Linked DNA regions of Mus musculus: region 2 is linked to region 1. A link is a contact called in public HiChIP or PLAC-seq data. All regions are on one chromosome and are shown on one strand. The core of a region is the stretch at or near the end of the contact, and the rest is flanking DNA. Distances in the headings are between cores, read along the strand shown. Region 1 overlaps Actn1 (actinin, alpha 1). Region 2 has its middle 48 kb from the start of Gm29952.

The links. HiChIP or PLAC-seq counts read pairs in DNA pulled down with a chosen protein or histone mark.
Region 2: an H3K27ac HiChIP or PLAC-seq map of embryonic stem cells shows a contact between it and region 1, with 6 read pairs. The contact joins two enhancer-like sites. A contact is called at or near these places in 5 of 484 Hi-C or Micro-C datasets (the N1E-115 cell line and embryonic stem cells), 4 of 115 datasets of contacts at active chromatin or transcription factors (all in embryonic stem cells) and 2 of 9 other capture datasets (adipose tissue and pancreatic islet).

What each region holds. Positions count from the first base shown.
Region 1 is chr12:80,166,369-80,169,726 of GRCm38.p6, forward strand. Actn1 (actinin, alpha 1) reads right to left here. Exons shown (of 21, transcript NM_134156.3): 20 at 2,490-2,648; 21 at 1,174-2,112. The coding sequence ends at 1,954. Among named protein-coding and RNA genes, the nearest start is that of 2310015A10Rik, 35 kb to the left of the region's middle. Within about 2 kb of position 1,888, at least 235 of the 459 cell types and tissues checked have an H3K27ac peak or open chromatin away from gene starts, as enhancers often do. A contact at or near this core is called in adipose tissue and embryonic stem cells, where this site is marked.
Region 2 is chr12:80,317,448-80,320,891 of GRCm38.p6, forward strand. No RefSeq gene overlaps it. Among named protein-coding and RNA genes, the nearest start is that of Gm29952, 48 kb to the left of the region's middle. Within about 2 kb of position 1,819, at least 66 of the 459 cell types and tissues checked have an H3K27ac peak or open chromatin away from gene starts, as enhancers often do. A contact at or near this core is called in adipose tissue and embryonic stem cells, where this site is marked.

The sequences.
Region 1 (3,358 bases), core at 638-3,137:
TTCCCAAGGTAAGAGCCAATCCCTCACCTAGGATATCCTCAGTGGCCCAGAGGCCAGACCAGACTGAGAGCTCAAGAATGTCCCCTGAACCAATCCCTACAAGGTTTCACCATAGACTTCTCTAGCTTAGCCCAGAAAGTTCAGATGGCTTTAGTCCCCCTAAATGCAGTTAATACTAAGGATTATCCTATTTAAAGAAAAAAATCTTAAATGTATTTCTTTAGTGTGTGCGAGCATGTGTGTGCACATCCACGTGTCAGATGACCACTTTTGAGAGCTGGTTCTCTTTACCATGTGGGTCTCAGGGATCAAACTTGGGCCTTCAGGCTTGGCGGTAGGGGCCTACCCATTGACCTACTTTCAAGTGATTCTCCCTTCTGAACAGAATCTTTAGATTGGCCACAGCCAACACTCATGCTCCATACCCATTTACCATCACTTTATAACAGCACCACTTAATGAATGGGAACCTGGCAAAGAGCCAGCCCACCATTTTCAGGAGGCACAGCCAGGGATTTTAAAACCGCCCCCAGGCAGAACTCCCCAACTCGACATATCTCTACTTGCAAAGTTATTTTAACCATGATCGCTCTTGCTCTGCTCTGTAGTCTTGGAAATTCTAACAACAGGCTCCCACCACCACCATATATTCTTAGACAACAAATGATAAATTGGAGCTTATCATCATATATGTTTGGATATGGGGGGAATGCTGGCAATCTGCATTGTCATTGAGTCCCTGCAATGACCAACAGCTACTATCTGTGGCACATTTTGGGGTCTCAAGGGATTGAATTCAGGGCCTGGCATAGGCTGGTTGTACACCCTGCCACCAAGCCCCAGTACTCTATGGAACACTTAGAGTAGGAAAGAGGACTACAACCCTGACACAATCCAAGCTGTCCCCTGCAGCAAAAACAAAATGGTCGGGGTCACAGAGAAGTCACAGACAGCCACAGAGAACCAAGAAAGCTGGGGGTTTTCGTCAGGGGCTCTTTCATGCGCTTGTTAGCTTTCCCCTGTACATAGAGGAGGCCATCTTCTCCTCTTAAAGAAGTGAGAATGTACCAAACCAGGCTCAGAAATCTAGAGGTGGGTGAGGACAGGTACCCCACACCATTCTTGACACAACCCACCCCCACTTCTGGAAGTCAGCCAAAGGAACAAGCAAAGTAATGTCACGGGAGTGTTGTTTTAATACAGTCTGTGCCAAGCAACATCATAATCTCCAAGTTTGTCCTATCTTTAATAGGCAATATTCAAAATTAAAAAACATAACAACTCTGCAGTCATAAAACAGGCCAGCCACACTTTTGAAGAGACTGAAAAATGAGAAGCCATGAATTATCTTCTTTGAAAAGCAGCCATTTCAAAAGGTTTTCTTTAATATCATAAAATATTCTCATGGACAAGTGAGCTAGCAAACACACATGCACCAATGTGCCTCTGATGAGAGTACCCACCTACCCCACCCCCAAGTGGGCATGAAATTAGAGAAATGAATACAGCAGACAGAACAGGTAGGAGGAAAAAACTTCAGTAAAAAGAATGGAATATAACTTTGTGCTTGGTTATTTTCCTATGTCACAACAAAAACATTTCGGTGCAAATAGTTAATTTTTCCTCTTTTCCATTTAAGACTGGTGGAGAAAAAAATACTTTTTTTTTTATAATAAAATATGTAGTTTTTTGTTTGTTTTTTTTTTTCTTTTTAAAATTTTTTTTTAACGTAACTTTTTTTTTATCCTTTTTTGCAGAAAATAATTTTGTAAACTGTCACTTTGTGGGCAGGGAGGCTTGATGCCGCCTGGGTCGGAGCTCTGCCCCCTTGGTGGCTGAGCTGAAAATAATGAACCCAGCCAGCCAGACTGGGCGGAGGAGGAGGAGGAGCAGGGTGGGGCGCACGCGCAGAAGGCCGGGGGTGGGGGGGTGGTGGAGGGAGGCAGGGGCGGGTTAGAGGTCGCTCTCGCCATACAGTGCCGTGGAGAAGGACATGTAGTCTAAAGCACCGGGCACGGAGTCGGGGCCCGCGTAGGGGGCCATTCTTGCGATGCAGTACTCGGCTTGGTCAGGGGGCAGCTCACGGCGCAGCTCATCCTCTGTGATGTAATTCTGCGGAGAAAGCATGGTCAGGGTCGGAAACCTCGGCAGCGGCCGGAAAGCAACGCGGCGTTGCCGCAACTATTAGGTCGTAAACTTGCCGGGAATGTTAAGTACCCGTGTTCTAATTTCCTCGCTCTACTTGATCTGTAGAATACGTGCGTGCATACATATAACAGAGACATCCGTGTGTATGTACATATATATATTTAAGTGCATATTATATATTTACAAGTAATATATCACTTGTATATGGTATTTTAAACACGTCACGTTTTCCATTTTAGTATCTACTTCAACTTCCTTCCAAACCTATTTCACTCGGACTTTTTCATTCATCCTACCGATTTACAGTAACCACCCACTGTCTCAGCGTCAGCACATCCTACCTTATCTCCAGCCAGGATCTTGAAGGAAGCCATGACCTGATCTGCAGTATCAGTATCTGCCGTCTCTCGGGACATAAAGTCGATGAAGGCCTGGAACGTCACTACCCCCAAGCGGTTGGGGTCTACAATGCTCATGATTCGGGCAAACTCTGCCTCTCCCTGGAGGAGACAACCAACCCACACCTGTCACCCTAACGGCCTACTGGGGCATCTCAAGTGTACCTCCAGCTCCAAGTTGCCTATGGTTGGAACAGGAGGCACAACAGACATCTGATCTGGCTTGGGTTGCCCCAGGGTGAGAAAGTGACCCAAACGTTGTGAGTCTCAGGACTTCCCACCCCCTGCAGAGCTCTGGGTTTCACTTACAGAAAATGATGGGTAGTATTAATTATAATGACGATAACTTCAACAATGGCTAACTAACACTCATACAGCATGTATTATATAGGCCAGCTAATATTCTAAATTCATCTTATCATCACAACTGAATAAAATCATAGTATTCCCATTGTATGGGAAATCTGAGGCCCAGACAGGGTAAGTGACTTACCCAAGGTCACATGGCTAGGAGGTAGGGAGCTAGGATTAGGACGCAGGCAGTCTAGCTCCAACATATGCTGTTTCCTTAACATGACAAGTGTGCCAGACAAGTACGCAGTCCTTGTGATCACTTTATTTAACTCTTACAACCACGTTGTGAGGTTTCCTCACTACATCTGAGACCACAAGCTTTGATAGCAATGTGGAATTTACGGAGTATACTTCTAGTCTAGCCTTTAACCCTGCTGGGCATCCCATGGGCTCTGTACTTGGTTCAGTGGACACCTGTCTATCCAGCTAAGGTCCTATCCAGCTCAGCTGGATGCAGA
Region 2 (3,444 bases), core at 569-3,068, 150 kb after region 1:
GAATCATAGGGTTCTCAGGATAACTTTAGGGTACAGGGGTTGGGGAGATGGCTCAGTGGTTAAGGACACTAGCTACTCCTCCAGAGAACCTGGGATCAATTCTGAGCACCCACATAGTGGCTCACAATAATCTGTAATAACTCCAGTTCCAGGGGATCCAGCACCTTCTTCTGACCTCCTTTATAGGCAATAGGCACGTACATGGTTTACATCCATACACATAGGCAAGGGGTGCACATAAAACAAATCTAATCATAATTCACGGTTCAAACTCTAGGCCTTGAAAGAACCTAGTGGGGAAACCCCCACTCAATTTCCGTTCGGCGCGCACCCAAGAATCACAAACAGACGACCATCTTGATGTAAAAGCATGAGGTAGTTTAATGATGGAGCTCCAGGCCGACACATATCTCCCATAGGAGACAGAGGTGTCGACCACATGGTGGAGCCATAATGGCGGAGCTCCGGTTCGAAACGTATCTCACACAGGAGACAGTGGTTTCGACCCTGAGGCTTGGAAGCTAGGGGTTTTTATAGAAAAGGGGTGAGGCTGGGGGAGGAATTGGCGCAGTTTTACATGATTGGTCCATTTAAACATCAACAGACTGTCAGAAGGGTGGGAGATAGGGTGGCACCAGGCCAGTCAGGACATGTAACAAAGGGCCTGCCTGGGCATGTCTTGGCCTGTTCTGCTATGTTCTCAGCCCCAGGTTTTAAAGCTCATAAACAACTCTTTGGGCTATTTGACATAAATTACATGAATCACATGTCTCAAGTTTTATTTCCTTTTAGTCTATCACTTGCTATTGTTGCTCTATCTCTTGTTACATGACTTTGAACATGCTCCTTAATCTCTTGTGTATTTGGACAACAGCAGGTCAGCAGGCCCTATGAAGACTTGCTAAGAGTTGTTGTTGTTTTTTTCTGAGACGGGGCATCATGTAGATTTCACTATGTAGTTGATGCTCTTACCTCTATGGCCCAGCTCCTGGACTTGCAGGCGTGCACCGCCGACGCTTAACTCTGGCATGTTCAGTTTTATGTGCTTTACCTGACACACGATGAGCCTTCAATAAATCATAACTGCAATTAAAGTAGCAAAGAAGCAATATCAAAGCCTTCCAGAGATTCCCAGAAGACCCCAGGTCCCTTCCTTTGAAGAAGATGGTGGTGCTATGGGGTTTGTAGTCAGAGACCACTGTAACCTACCTGGATAAGCAGTCCCTGGGCTGCATCCCATACAGGGTCTGGGAATTTATTATGGTAACAGTAATGACTCTTTATGCTTCTATAGCACTTGTGGGTTTATAGCGTGCTTTGGGTAGCTTCTTAAAAAGGCTTCATTTTAATGCCATTTTAGAGAAAAAGAAACTGGGAGAGGCAGGGGTAGGGCTGAAGGAGGATTCACAGCTAGCAGAAGACTGAAATCCAGGTTGGCAGACTCCAGTTACAGTAACTCTGAGCTCTCCCATCTGGTCTTGCCTCTTACTCTAGAAAGACTAAGTTATATATTGAGTTTCTATGCTCAGTGCTCAGTATGCAAGGGAGGAAGGCCTGGCAGGCCAGGCTCAAGGTCAAGGCCTGGGGTCTGTCTCATGATAATTAGGACAGTAGGGACAGGCCCTGCTCTCACTAGGTGGGGTCCCTGAGAAGCTGTTGTCTGTACGATGGGTCTTCCTGGACTTACCTGGCCTTAGAGCACAGGAAAGGAAGAGCTGAGTCCCAGGAGGCTCAGCCCACACTATCAGTTAGAGCAGGCTGAAACATTGCTGGCACAGGCCATCAGTGCAGTGCACAATTTCCTGGCAGGCTAGGGTGGGGTATAGGGTAGGGACAGGAAAGAACACAGGGAGTGCCTTGTGGTGACTGGAGTGTTCCATGTCTGGGGTAGGGTTCCACAGGCATGTGATGTAAAAAAAACCACCGGAATTTCTACTGGAATTCTTTCCTGAAGATCAGTGCACTTTACAGAATATAGGTTGCAACTCCATTTTCAAGTATTCCAGAGGCAGAAGCAGGAAGACTGTCATAAATTCAAGGCTAATTTGTTCTATATCGAGAGTTGCAGAATAGCTGGGACTATATAGCTAGACCCTGTCTCAAAACTAACTAACTAACTAACTAACTAACTAACTAGTATATTATAAAAACAAAACAAAACTCAACCTTTCTCCAAAGTATTCTCCTGTGTTCTTTAACCCCAAAGTAAAGAATGTAGTTTTGCTGGGTGGTGGAGACACAGGCCTTTAATCCCAGCACTGAGAGGCAGAGGCAGGTGGATCTCTGACTTCCAGGACAGTTTTGGTCTACAGAGTGAGCTCCAGGACAGCCAGGACTACACAGAGAAATCTGTCTCAAACCAAACCAAACCCAAACCCAAACCCAAACCAAACCAGAACAAAACATCAATGTAGCTTGTGCTGAAGTGAGGACTGAAGTGTGAAGAGTCACAGTGCAGGGAGCATAGAAGCTTCCTGGGTCTCCTGAGTAAGGCAGTAGCTGGGCCCCATGTGGCAGCGGGATCTATGGTGTGCATTATGGAAGCTTTGAGGGTCCGTTTCAGGCGACACTGTTTTCCTTCCATAGTTGAACTACTGTTCAGGCAGACAGTTCTCTCCAGCAAGAGCTGAGGCAGCATTTTCTTTCTTCCCCCTTCTTGCTGATGGCTGTCGGTTTTGAGACCATTGTTGTTCCGGCTGTGTTCTCAGTCATCTACACGTAAATAGGAAGCAGATTTCCCACCAGCAGATCTGAGGATGAAAGGGTCTCTCTCCGCATCTATTTCTAACCCACGTGTTCAATAAAAACCCAGCCTGTAAGCAACCATAAGCCTCTGTGCGTTGAATGAATAGTGGTTAGTAGCAGGTGACAAAAGGTGCAGGCCTTTCTCCATGAGCTCCAGGCTAGCCTGGTCTACACACGCAAATTCTGGGCCAGCTGGGACTACACAGTGAGAGCAGTCTCAAAACAAACAGATGTAAGAGGAAGGGTGGGTATCGGTGCCTGCTGCTGAGCCTTGCAACCTGAGTTTGATACCCAGGACCCACAGGGCAGAAAGAGAGGGTTTCTTTCCGCAGTTGTTCTCTGTGTGGTACGTGTGCCCTTCCCCCACAAAAAAATAATAAATGTAAAACAACATGCAAGGGGAAAGGTCATAATAACTGAAGTGAGATGTTTTTGTTTATCTCTTGGAATTAACTAGAACTAGACAGTAAAAAATAATTATAATGGGTTTTAACAATACACTCGATTGAACACACACTAATTTTTCTTCTTTTGAGGCTGTGACCATAAGGTCTTCTTAAAAATCCTGTTCGAGAGGTGTTTAAAAATAATAGGAGCCATAATTAAGCAAACTTGGCCATAAACTGGCACCTGTGGAAGGCAGGTGGCAGGGACTTCATGAATTACTCTGTTTTCATGTTTTTATCTTTATTAGCTTTG